3 separate regions of the Pan troglodytes genome follow, and regions 2 and 3 are each linked to region 1. A link is a contact called in public HiChIP or PLAC-seq data. All regions are on one chromosome and are shown on one strand. Each heading gives the region's core, a stretch centred on a gene start, on an enhancer-like site or on the middle of the called end of the contact. The rest is flanking DNA. Distances are from core to core; before and after follow the strand shown.

The links. HiChIP or PLAC-seq counts read pairs in DNA pulled down with a chosen protein or histone mark.
Region 2: a contact with region 1 is called in an H3K4me3 HiChIP or PLAC-seq map of stem cell-derived excitatory neurons, with 4 times the contacts expected there. The contact joins the promoter of SREK1 here to the promoter of ERBIN in region 1. A contact is called at or near these places in 1 of 7 Hi-C or Micro-C datasets (stem cell-derived neural progenitor cells) and 1 of 1 datasets of contacts at active chromatin or transcription factors (stem cell-derived excitatory neurons).
Region 3: an H3K4me3 HiChIP or PLAC-seq map of stem cell-derived excitatory neurons shows a contact between it and region 1, with 3 times the contacts expected there. The contact joins the promoter of SGTB here to the promoter of ERBIN in region 1. A contact is called at or near these places in 1 of 7 Hi-C or Micro-C datasets (stem cell-derived neural progenitor cells) and 1 of 1 datasets of contacts at active chromatin or transcription factors (stem cell-derived excitatory neurons).

What each region holds. Positions count from the first base shown.
Region 1 is chr4:48,714,557-48,718,598 of NHGRI_mPanTro3-v2.0_pri, forward strand. ERBIN (erbb2 interacting protein) reads right to left here and starts at 1,686. Exons shown (of 27, transcript XM_009449074.5): 1 at 609-1,686.
Region 2 is chr4:48,499,437-48,503,478 of NHGRI_mPanTro3-v2.0_pri, forward strand. SREK1 (splicing regulatory glutamic acid and lysine rich protein 1) reads right to left here and starts at 2,258. Exons shown (of 12, transcript XM_009449070.5): 1 at 1,430-2,258. The coding sequence starts at 1,590.
Region 3 is chr4:48,913,838-48,917,879 of NHGRI_mPanTro3-v2.0_pri, forward strand. It overlaps SGTB (small glutamine rich tetratricopeptide repeat co-chaperone beta), which reads left to right and starts at 1,837. Exons shown (of 11, transcript XM_526906.9): 1 at 1,837-2,093; 2 at 3,200-3,321. The coding sequence starts at 3,222. NLN (neurolysin) reads right to left here and starts at 1,845. Exons shown (of 13, transcript XM_001163138.8): 1 at 1,596-1,845. The coding sequence starts at 1,636.

The sequences.
Region 1 (4,042 bases), core at 436-2,935:
CACTACACACAACTAAAGAAATATATTACTCACCCTGAAAAACAACTAAGAATGGCAAGATTTTTTGGTTTCTAAAATCTAACTAAATATACTGATCAGAGTTGGAAATAAAAAAATAAAAATAAAAACCTCTATATACGATTAACGCAAGCGCCAATATAATCGGTATGAGTATAAACAAACGCGGCAGCCATCTCGATAACAGCAAATCACTCACTGCAGCGACCAAACTTTCTTCCCAAACAGAAGGTGCCTGGCTGAGCAACTTAATATACACTCTATACGTTCCAGAAAGCCAAAACTTCTGGCCCCTGTGCTGAACAAAGGCAATCGTTCTTCGGATTGCTAAAAACTTTTCGTCCCACCGCATTCTTACAACCTCTTCCAAAAAATCCAAAGTCCAGATGGTGGGGAGGGCAGGGGGGAGAGGGGACGCGGTGGGGTGCAGTTCGATTATTTAGCCCCTCAATTATTAACCGCTTCGATATGAGAAAAGGAGGATTTAGGGCAACTTGGAGAAGAGTGAAAAACACTAAAGGATCATCTCTTTTCCGAGTCACAAAGTCCTATGAACTTTGTGACTCAGAGACACTTTTCGTGAAAATTACCTTTCGGCGGGACAGCGTCTCAGGGCAGCTTTTTCAAGGCTTCGCTTGACATGATTTCCTTCCCTTCATCAGTCACTTTGGATCCAGCTGAATATCTCTCTCGGGTGAGAGCGGATGTGAACTGGCCTCCCGCAGAAGAAGAGTAGGTGGCTTTGGTGGGGGTTGGGGTGCGGGCTGGCTTCCTGGTCTCGAGTTTTGCAGGAGTTTCCCAGCCCCAACGAGGATCTCCGCCGAAAAAAAAAAAAACAAAAAACTTTTCACTCGTGACACCGCCCGGAATTGCAGTGCGAAACTCACTTCCTGCCTTGGCGAGAAGCAGGATCCAGCTCCGTCCAGGGGAACCCGGAAAACCAGCTCCGCGCGCACCGGAGAGGGGGAGGGGAGGAGACGGCCGCCGGGAGCCTCGGGCTCCGGGCAACCGGCGCGCCCCGCACACCGGACGGCAGCGGCACCCGGCCGGCGGGGGCGAGGACGCTGCCCGGGCGCTCGGCGAGCCTCGGCCGCGCTAGGCCGCCACCGCTTCCTCTCCGCCGCCCCCAGAGCCGGGCGGCAGGGTTATTGTCTCGATAGCGCTTGCCGCGCCCTTCGTCCGCGACGCCGCTGCCGCCGCCACCCGGAGCCGGAGCCGAGGAGTCGGGCAGGCTCAATAGCGGCCCCCTCCCCGGGCCGTCCGTCCTTCCGTCCGTCCCTCCCCGCTTTCCCTACTCGCCCTCGAACCCTCTTCTCCTCCCTCTCCCGTTTTCCCGCCACCGTCCCTCCGCTGCCCTGCTTGTTCTCCTTCGCCAGCGGCGGTGGCTCCCCGAGACGCGCAGGGGGCGGCAGGGGGCGGGAGCAGGCGGCAGCTCCGTCTCCTCACGAGCTTGCGGGGCCGCGGCAGGGGCCGAGACTGCGTCCCGCGCCGCCGCGCCACATTCACTCGAGCGAGAGACGGCGAGGGGAGGGAGGACGGAGGGAGCGGAGAGAAAGGAGGAGGAATGGGGCAGGGGCGGAGGGGAGTTACTGCCTCACAGGCCGCGGCGGCAACAGCGCCACCGCCCCGGCCGCGACGGGTGAAGAGGCTGCGCGCCGCGACTCCGCGGCGGGGGCGGGGGCGGGGCGGCCTCCCGCCGGCTTCGCCCCAACCGCCAACAGCCGGGCAGGAGGCCTGCGCGGGCCAGTCAGCGCGCGGGGGCGGTGCGGGCCGACGTCGGCGGCTGGGGGCAGCGGGCCGGGGGCCGGGGGAGGGGCAGCCGGCGGCCGTGGGTTCGCGTGCAAGGCGCGCCGTGAGGCCCACTCTGGCCCAGGCCCCTCGAGGCCTGCCCGCTGCTCCCTGCCCGCTCCCCGACCCCGCACTCCCCGACTCCCGAGCCCCCCAGGGTGGGGAACGCTGGCAACGCCGACCCTGCTGTCTGCTCGCGGCCCAGCGCCCAGCCAGAGAGAGAGCCCACAGGCCTCCGCCGCGCCGGCCGATGGAGTTTCTTTGTACGACAGTAATCGGTGCACAGGGGTTGTTGGAGTCCAGCCCTGATTTGAAGGCAGCAGGTATCTCTTGCAGCTGCAGCACTCCAACTTCCTCTAATGGCACGGTCAGGTCGCAGGAAACCACAGCGGCAGCGCGGTGCAGCTTCCCACGCCCGCCCTTCGAGCTTGTTCCCCAGCGGCGCAGCTCAGCCTCCTCCAAGTATCGGCCTCACACCGGCGGGGAGACAAAGCTGGCGCTGGGAGTGGGAAAAGGGCCCGCGAAATGGCCTCAAGATCGTGCCTTTGTTAGAGGAAACATGGGTACGCTCCGATGCGACGCAGGCTTCCCACCCCAGCGGTTCGGTGGTGGTGCAGTCGTTGAATTGCGCTGGCCCTAATAATTCAGCCTGGCAGGGTTCGCGTTTATTGCGGAGAGAGACTCTTAAGCATTCTGTCAACACATATGGCAAATAGAAAGCCTCAACCATAACATTGCACAGTTTTTGCAGTTCTTGCTTTAAATATGTTCACAGAAAAGACGGCCTTGTTTTACCCAGAGAAGGAGCGTAATGCGGAGCGAACCATTCGCCACCCCCATTCTCTGCTGCACTTAACTGTGTACAGTGATGATAATTAGCCTCTGGGTCCCTGAAGTCCCTGGTTCAGTTCTTCCGTCTGTATTCTAGAGATAATTATTTATTACCAAGTTTGAATAAAGAGCTATATCCCCTACAGACCTTTTTTTTTTTTTTTTTTTTTTTTTGGCTTGCCAATGGAAAGAGTTCATAAATTCCACCAAGTAATCATTTACCAAAATGAGTTGTACATTAGTAGCAAACACTAGAAATAACGCCGAAGATGATATTCAAGTCATTATTCAGGTTGGGAGCATTTTTAACTACTTGAAGAACTGCTGGAATTAATACAGATGTTAGGTTATTTAGCATACAGCAGAAGTTGAAGATTTACAGGTAGTACTGAAGTGTTCAGATATATTCAGTGCTGAATTAGAGGTAAGAGTATTCGCTGGAAGCTAGGAAATGGCAGCAGCTATGCCAGTGTTACCAAGCTGGATATCTATGTGAAAATGAATCTTAACCATTGCATAAAAAGCTAAAGTTAGCATATTGTACAAGCTATTTGTAATCATCGCTGGGAAGATTTCTTGCTCCGTTTTCAAAAACCGTTTTGCGCCTGATCAGAACTCAGTGGCATAGCTCTGAACTGAAAGGGTCACTCTCCTAAAGCATGCCAGGATGGAATATCTCCCATACTAGTGGAAAACCAGCTAGATTCTGGGATTCCAGTGTTGCTTCTAATCTCAGGTTGATTCGAGACCCCTTTAAATGTGATGCCATAGATTCGAGTAAACCTAACCCTCCTCTCTAAACTTAACTGATCAGGCCACTGCTTTAGGCTAAGACTTGCCCTGGTCCTAGCCTTTTTAAAATTTATACTCATACTCAGGACCAATCTGACAGACTACCATCTAGGCTAGAAAAGTACCTATAACCAAAAACCCTCCAACTCACCTGAAATTCTGCCATTAGAGTTTTATCCCTTTAAGTAGTTTTTTTCTCTAGCACAAAACCATAATCCTGGGAAAAGTAATATTTTAATCCTTATTAGTCATTTATACCTAATTCATCAGATTGTTTCCCTAAAGCAGCTTTTGTTGGAAGGGAAAAATAGAGATAACTAGAGATAACATATGCTGAGGCTGAGTTGATAGGAGAGGGAAATATAGTCTCATTCCTTGGAGCAATATATAGAGAGTAGAGGATTACAGGCAATAAAAGGACCCTTTTGATGGCTAAATAAGTCCTGCTTACTCATACTGTAAGAATGAGCCACCAAATACACTGGCCTTAAGAGGATGGAATCTGGCCGGTTGCAGTGGCTCGCACCTGTAATCCCAGCACTTTGGAGGCTGAGGCGGGAGGATTGCTTGAGCCTAGGGGTTCAAGATCAGCCTGGACAACGTGGTGAGACCT
Region 2 (4,042 bases), core at 1,008-3,507, 210 kb before region 1:
ATATCTCATCTATATAAACTCAGATTATGAGTCATTTTACAAGACAAAATGAACTACAAAACAAAATATCAATGTCACGACTTTAGAATCTTTAAAAGGGGACGGGACTGTCCTAGATTAAAGGAGATAACTATTAATACATGGATTACTTGGCATATTCAAGGGAGACAGTGTATCTAATTACATACTAGATCAAAAGCAGACAAAAAAGCATTATTAAAATAACTGGGGAAACTTTAATAATCAACTGTAGCCAAAAATAGACAAAATGCTCGTAAAAGGAACATGGATGTTCAATGTATTACTCTTTCAACTTTTCTGTATGCATGAAATATTCCAAAACAAAAAGCAGAGAAGAAAAACTTAAAAAGTAAATTTTAAATATCCACACAACTTTTATATAGTTATGCAACAGCACTGTTATAACCTAAGATAGAAAACTAAAGAAAAATAGGTCTAAATGCATCACTACGAAATAAATCAAAATTTTTTTAAAGAAATAAATCTTGGGTAACAATTACCCCTTCCCTCAAAGGATTTTGATATAATGAACAAAAAACGGAGGATCTTAATACTGTAAGATCTACCATTAAAAAAAAAAAAGTTTGTGTGCAAGAATGTGAACAACCTACAAACCCCTTGCGAGTTTTCTAAATAATATCGTACGAGGGAAATTTTACCATTCCAAAATACACTATCTGGGAAGTGGCCGCGAGCTGTGAATGCCAGCCAAGATCTGGACTTTAAATGTATACGGGAGGGATAACCCTGCACCGACTTACACTTTTTCTGAAAGCTTTGGGACAGTGTGACCTTTCAGGAGGAAAATTTAATCTGCTGTCAAAAGGGCTAACAGACATGATCTTTGGGAACATGGATGCGCTCGGTTAGATAAACCAAGATGCTAAGTTTGTGCGACCGTCCTGGGAAACAAACACAGCCCCAGTTCCATCTTGTCACCAGCAGCAGGCTTTCTCGTCAGCAAAACGGCCTGACACCAAGGCCTTAAAAAACTGGACTGTGGCTCAGGCGCGGTCTCCGCGATTTTCAGAGTGGAAAAACGCTCTGAGACGTTTGCCATGAGGGCTGTTCCGGGCCCACCTGCGGCCATCTTAAGTTCGGGGGGAAATAAGAGGGTGGGTGCACGGAATTCGAAGACCCAGCAGCGAACACAAGTCCCGGAGGCACGGAAAGGGCAACCATTCTAAATCCTTGGTAAGGGCTCCGTGCAGTAGTTAAACCCCCAAATCCGACTAAGGAGAGCAGGACGGCGGAACCCGGGTGCCCTAATCAAATATGGGCACCAAGGTAAGCCCGGGAGATCACGTGACATGCACCGCGCGCCCGCGTCCGCGCTCTCCTCCACGCCTCGGCTCCCGAGGTCTCTATGGCGCCCGCGCCCCTCCCCCAGCCGAGCTCCAGCACTTACTCCGGGGGGTAGAGCCGCAGCTCCTCGATTTCTCCTAGGAAGGAAAAAAGCGTCCGCATCTGCTCGCTGGTCACCGCCGACGACAGATTCGTCACCTGAATCACCGACGTGGGGGTGAGGCCGAAGCCTAAGCCCAAACCGAAGCCGCCGCCGCTGTTCATCCCGATCCCGCTGCCGTTGCCTTCCCGCTCCCCAACGTCTACGACGCGTCAGCGACGGAGCCGGGAAAGCGGAGAATGCGCGTCCGCGAGCGCGCTCCCGCTGGCGAATTCACAGCGCCGGGCAGATCTAGCCGCCCATTTCACAACTCCCCTGCTCCCGGGGCTGCGCGCGCCAGCCGGAAGCGTCGCCCCGGCAACCCGGTGGTTCTCGCGCGGCTGCGGCCTCCAGCTCCCGGGTCCCTGGGGCTGTTGCTGCTCGTTTCACCGCCTGGATTTTTTTCGGTGTTTTTGTTTTCCCCAAAAGTCGATGAGAGTCTTGTGCTCCTGTCTACCCGGTTCCTTCCGGTCTCGGATTGGGAAACCAAGCGGCCTGGCCTACTGGTGCGGGACTGTAAAGGAGGAATGACTCTTGGACAACACGGAAGAACACTTGACCCAACTATAGTGCAGCCTTATCACATACAGGCAGCACCCCAACTCCAACTATTTTTAAAAGTTGGCAGGCGTCCTAATTGTGAAAAAAACAAAATTTTACAAAATGCGTAGGTTCAGGTTGAATTAAGGAAAGAGCCAGTAAGATGAAGGCTGTGCAGGGGTTGTTTATAACCTGTTTTTATTCCCTCGTTCCACAGGTGTTGATGTTTATTGAGTGCTATGTCCCAGGCACTATTAGGCAAGGGCACGTAACAGACAGTTAAAGACAGTTCACATAGAACTTGCAACCTAATGAGAGACAACAGTAGTTGAGTCCATGGCAGCTGCTCCCAAAATGCCCTCCGCAGATCCCTAAGGGTACCGAGACCTTTTCAGTAAAGTTGGCAAGGTCAAAACGATTTTCATAATAATATTAAGAGTTTCTTGACCTTTTTCACTTTGTTGCCATTTGCACTGGTAACGTAAAAGATTAAACTGCTGACACCTTAGCAGCAATCAAGGCAGTGGCGCCAGTCTTGTACTGGTAGTGGCATTTTGTATTCTTCACATCATACAACATTTAAGGTCTTAAAATATGCTAGTTTCACTTTAAAAATGTTCTTCACAAGTAACTAAAAATTGTATTTTTTTTTCAAATCCATCCTTGCTTACACGTCTTTTAAAGAATATGTGTGAAAAAATGGGAACTACTGCCGCTACATGCCCAAGTGAAACGGTTGTCTCCGGAAAAAGCACTAGTGTAATTCTTTGAATTTTCACCTAAAAATACAAATTTTATTACACTTGTATCCACCAACTTGAGCTTGACAGCTTGCCAGTACTTAAAGACTTTTCTAGTAAAAGAAGCATTATATTAACAAATTATTTTTGACTATATTATGAAATATGTCAACATTTTTGTGATCTTTACAACTTAGTGGACACCTATTTTCCAAATGGCCAGTGGGTGCCATTACAAAGGCAAAAAGCCTCTGGTATGTGCAAGATAGATTGATGGATTTCAGTGCTTAATTGATGTGGTTTCAGATTCAGTCCACACTGCAATGAAGGCTAAGAAACTACCACATGTAAGTTTGGTACAGTATCAAAGAATAATATCTAGAACTATCTGGAAAGGCTATAAAGTAGTTTTCCCTTTTCCAACACCTTATCTTTATGAGATCAGATTTCCCTCATATATTTCAACCAAAACATATCACAACAGATCGAATACACAGAAAACTCATGATCACAAAGAAGGAAACGTCAGTCACTGTGGTCTACTTGAGGGTGGAGGGTGGAAGGAGGGAGAGGAGCAGAAAAAATTATTGAGCACTGGGCTTAATACCTGGATGATGAAATAATCCGTACAACAAACCCCCATGACATGAATTTATCTATGTAACAAACCTTCACATGTACCCCTGGACCTACAATAAAAGTTGGAAAAAAATAAAGAATACATAGATAGGAGAATTCAGCTGTCTTCTATTAAAGCAGACATTAAAAAGGTTTGAAAAATGTAAGACAATGCCACTCTTCTCACCAATTTTTTGGAAAAATATTTTATCATAAAAATGCATCATTTTGCCTTCAATCTCGGTTTCTAAGAAAAAAATGCGTCATTTATATTAACATAATGGGCTTATAATTATTTTTAAATGAATCTCAAAATACCAAATTTCTCAGGTTTAATTTATAATGTGGATAGTAATAAAAGCATTTTACAGTCCTTAATAATCTTTAAGAATGTAAAGGGACTCAAGACCAAAATGTTTGAGAATTATTATTACCATAGGGATAAGCATGGGGGAATTCAGAGCACACAGGAGGGCCTCTTAAACTTAGTTCTAATGGCATACTTCCCAGAAGAAATATTGCTTAAGCTGAATATTGAACAAATAGGAATTACCCAGGCAAGGAGGGAAGGAGGAGCAGTGAAGGGCATTCCAGACTGAGCATGTAGAATGTGCAAAGGCAGGGTTAAGGTAAAAGAGAGCTCGAGTGAGGTACAGAAGATTCAAAGTCTATTATTGCT
Region 3 (4,042 bases), core at 587-3,086, 200 kb after region 1:
TGCACGTAGCCTATTTATTAGTTTTGTAAATTAACAACTACTTTAAATTTTTTCCAGCTTTAATGTCTAATATGGTAAATATAGACAGATATACCATACAAACAGAAGCTCTTAGGTCCACGGTAATTTTTGAAAGGTAAAGGGGTCCTGAGAATAAAAAGTTTGAGAATTGTTCTTTTTTTTTTTTTTTTTTTTGAGACGGAGTCTTGCTCTGTCGCCCAGGCTAGAGTACAGTGGTGCAATCTCGGCTCACTGCAAGCTTCGCCTCCCGGGTTCATGCCATTCTCCTGCCTCAGCCTCCCGAGTAGCTGGGACTACAGGCGCCCGCCACCACGCCTGGCTAATTTTTTGTATTTTTTAGTAGAGACGGGGTTTCACCGTGTTAGCCAGGATGGTCTCGATCTCCTGACCTCGTGATCCACCCGCCTCGGCCTCCCAAAGTGCTGGGATTACAGGCGTGAGCCACAGCGCCCGGCCGAGAATTGCTCTTATATGAAGATTTATTCCCTCCTCTCACCCCTGCATTATGTGAAGTCTTCATTTCTTGGTATAACTTCATTTGACAGCTATATCGATTGCAGCCTGGAGACTAGCAAAAAACGACAGGCTGAAATATGGTCACCAATCACCACATTAACTCTTTGTAATTAACCACTGTCGCCTGCCTGCTCCCTAACTCTACGGACTGAGCAACACAAAGCTCCATCCACACAGACGAGTGGCAATGTGCAAAAGGGAACTGTAGAAAGCTTAAATGCTGACATGTTACAAAGTAGTTTTGTTGATAGCTAGCAAGAAGCACACATTTTCTTTATTCTGTTGAATCTTCATTTGGATTTACAGTTCTGGGCAGATTTGGAAACGGGGATGGTGGCGGCATTGTTTCCGAAAACCAGTGCATCCGTGCAAAGAATTTAATTCCCTCACCATCTTGCTACTGGTCTGTTGCAGTGGGGTGTGGTTAGAGGGCTAGGAAGCAATCCAAAACAGCAGCTCAGGCTGCCCAAAGCCGTGTCCAAGCGATCATTTTCTCCATTTTGGGCCAAGTCAATTTGCACCGGCAAGAGGCAGAATGTTTGTTTTATGGGGAGGAGGAAAATAAAAAAGGAAGTCAGAGAGCATGGACGGAAACAAGCAACACCACCAAAGAGGTTTCATCTCGGGTGGATGTTAAACGATTGGAATGCTAATAATGGGCGCGAGGAGCAAACACAATTGCTCTGAGTCCACAGCTGCGGCACTTTTAATGACAGGTCTGTAGTTCTGCATTGGGATTGAACGTGAAATGATTTTCTTATCCAAACTATTTGCATTCATTTTGGGCCGCGTCTGTGACCAGCCTCGCTGACTGCGGCTGAGGCAGTCCCAAACAAAGAGGAATGGACGTCCTCCCGAGGGAGCGGAGGCGGTAAAGGTGGCCCCAGGTGGCCGCGCCAGGTGTCCCCCAGGGGTCCACCTTGCAAGCCGCGGGGAGGGTGCGTCCCAGGAGCGTCGGAGAGGCGCGGTCGGGAAGGGCTGGGTCCGGGCTCCAGGCACCACACGGCGAAAGACCCCGCCCTGCCCACGGCCAAGGTTAACCCGCGCGCTGGAGGTACCTGCGGAGGCTTCGCACAGCCAAAAGGCACCGGGCGATCATGGGAGCGCTGACAGGCTGGCGGCGGCGGGCGCGTGGTCCTTCGGCGTGGGGCGGCGAGGCGGGCGGCAGCGCCTGGGCGCCCGGAAGTCTCCAGCCGGCCTAGCCGCAGAGGCCACAGTGGCTGCCTGGCCAGCGCCCTCCCACGTGCGGCAGCTCCACGCCGGCGCCTACCAGCCCCGCCCCGCGCCGTGCCCCGCCCCAGCCCGCGCGTCTGGCCCCGCCCCAGCCCTCGCGTCCGGCCCCGCCCCAGGGGCGGTGCTGGCCAGACCCTGCCGCCTGAGAGAGAGCACAGCCTGGTGGGTTCTGGGGTCGACGGCCTGGGGGCCGGGGAAGTTTGCGCCGCCGCGACCAGTGCTGCGATCCCGAGCCGGGCTCCAGCCCCGAGGACCAGGGGTCGGGCGGGCCTGCCTACGGAACCCCGCGGGCCAGCAGCAGTCGTCTCGCGTCCTCCTGCTTGGTAAGGGGGCTTCTGTCTGGCAAGGGTGCGCCTCCCGCCGCTCCGGACCGAGGCCCGCACCGGCACCCGCTGCACACCGGGCAGGGCCGAGGCGAGGCCGGGTACCTGAGGGAGGATGGAAGGGAGGGGGAGCTCGATGCGCTCTGGGGAGAGGAAAGGGGAGAAGCCTGGACTAGGCTGGGCATCTCTTTCCCTCTTCTCACCCCTTTTCCCCCCATTCTGTTTTTACCTTCTGCCCTGGGGACTTATTTAGTGCTTATGACCCCGTGGCCTAGAGGCTGACATCGCCTTTAAAATAACTACACAAATAATAAACATTATAGCGGCGGGTACCACACCCTGGCTTTGAATTAGGGAACCTGGGGAGCAGATGGATGATGCGATTTGGTGGAAATCAGCCATGAATGCCGCCTGGCCCTGCGCCACTGTTTGGATGCGATAGTATTCCATGTGAATGAACATGACCGGGAGCTTCCAGCTTGTCCACGAGAGCACAGCCTCTGCAGGGAGCGCCGGTCGGCTTGTAGTATCCATCGACTTGGCCAGCGATTTCCTGACATGTCTGCTGATTAAATAGAAATGCCGTTTTTATTAAGAACGACACTCACCAGTTGAATAACCTTTCGCGAATGTGTTTCCTCATCAAATAACTCTCAACGTACAAAAGTGGGTAGAGTGTACATTATTAATACTTTTTTTAGATCCCATGAAAGAGAGGAAGATGCTTGGTATAGATCAGCTTTTAGTCAGCAGTATGAAATGCCTCTCAACTTAGTACTGAGGCCTTTAGGGGATTTCTGTATGGTGAGATATGCAGTGACAGTCTAAGCTTATGCTGTACATGTTTTGAAGACATTTTTACTTATTCCAAGATTTAACATACTCGTATACCACTGGGTATTAATGAAAATATGTAATAAATTACCTTCACAATACTTTGTGCTCTCCTGACTCTTTACAAAGAGAAAAGATGAAAGGTCATACAGTTTTGTGTTTTGTTTTTACCTTTAATACAGTTTATAACCCATATCATCTTTGTAATTTATGACTTTCCTGACTGATTCTTTAAAATAACTTAGTTCAGTGTTTTCATTTTTCTTATCAAGGAAAAGTGTTTAAGCTTCTAAAATGTCATCTATCAAGCACCTGGTTTATGCAGTTATTCGTTTCTTACGGGAACAAAGTCAGATGGACACTTACACCTCGGATGAACAAGAAAGTTTGGAAGGTACACATCTGCTCTTTGTGTTCATTTATATTATAATTATAAACGAAGACTAAAATAGCTGTAAGCCCAACTTGATGATCTATTGTAACATAACCAGAATTTTTTTTTGATCTTTCAAGAAGAGAGGCCTGACTATAAGATTATCGTATTTCCATTTTCTGAAGCTTGTTTTGTTTGTTTTAACAACAAATTAAGAGGACTATTGTTCATTTATTGAACAAATACTATATGTCAGAAGTATGCTGTTCATATTATAGGCAATTTTTTCTTCACAGCAACTGTTATGTTAGTATTATCCCCATTTAACAAGTGAGAAAATAAAACCAGGGCCAGGCTTGGTGGCTCATGCCTGTAATCCCAGCACTTTGGGAGACCGAGGCAGGTAGATCATTTGAGGTCAGGAGTTCAAGACCAGGCTGGGCAACATGGCAAAACCCTGTCTCTACTAAAAATACAAAAAGTAGCCAGGTGTGGTGGCACTTGCCTGTAGTCCCAGCTACTCAGGAGGCTGAGACAGGAGGGTGGCTTGAACCCAGGAGGTGGAGGTTGCAGTGAGCTAAGATCACACCACTGCACTCCAGCCTGGGCCATGAGCGAGACCCTGTCTCAAAAAAAAAAAAAAAAAGAAAAAGAAAATGAAACCAAATAGAGTAACCAGATAACACAGCTGATATGTGATAAAACTGAGATTTAAATCCTTGTTAATACTCTGAAGATCTTG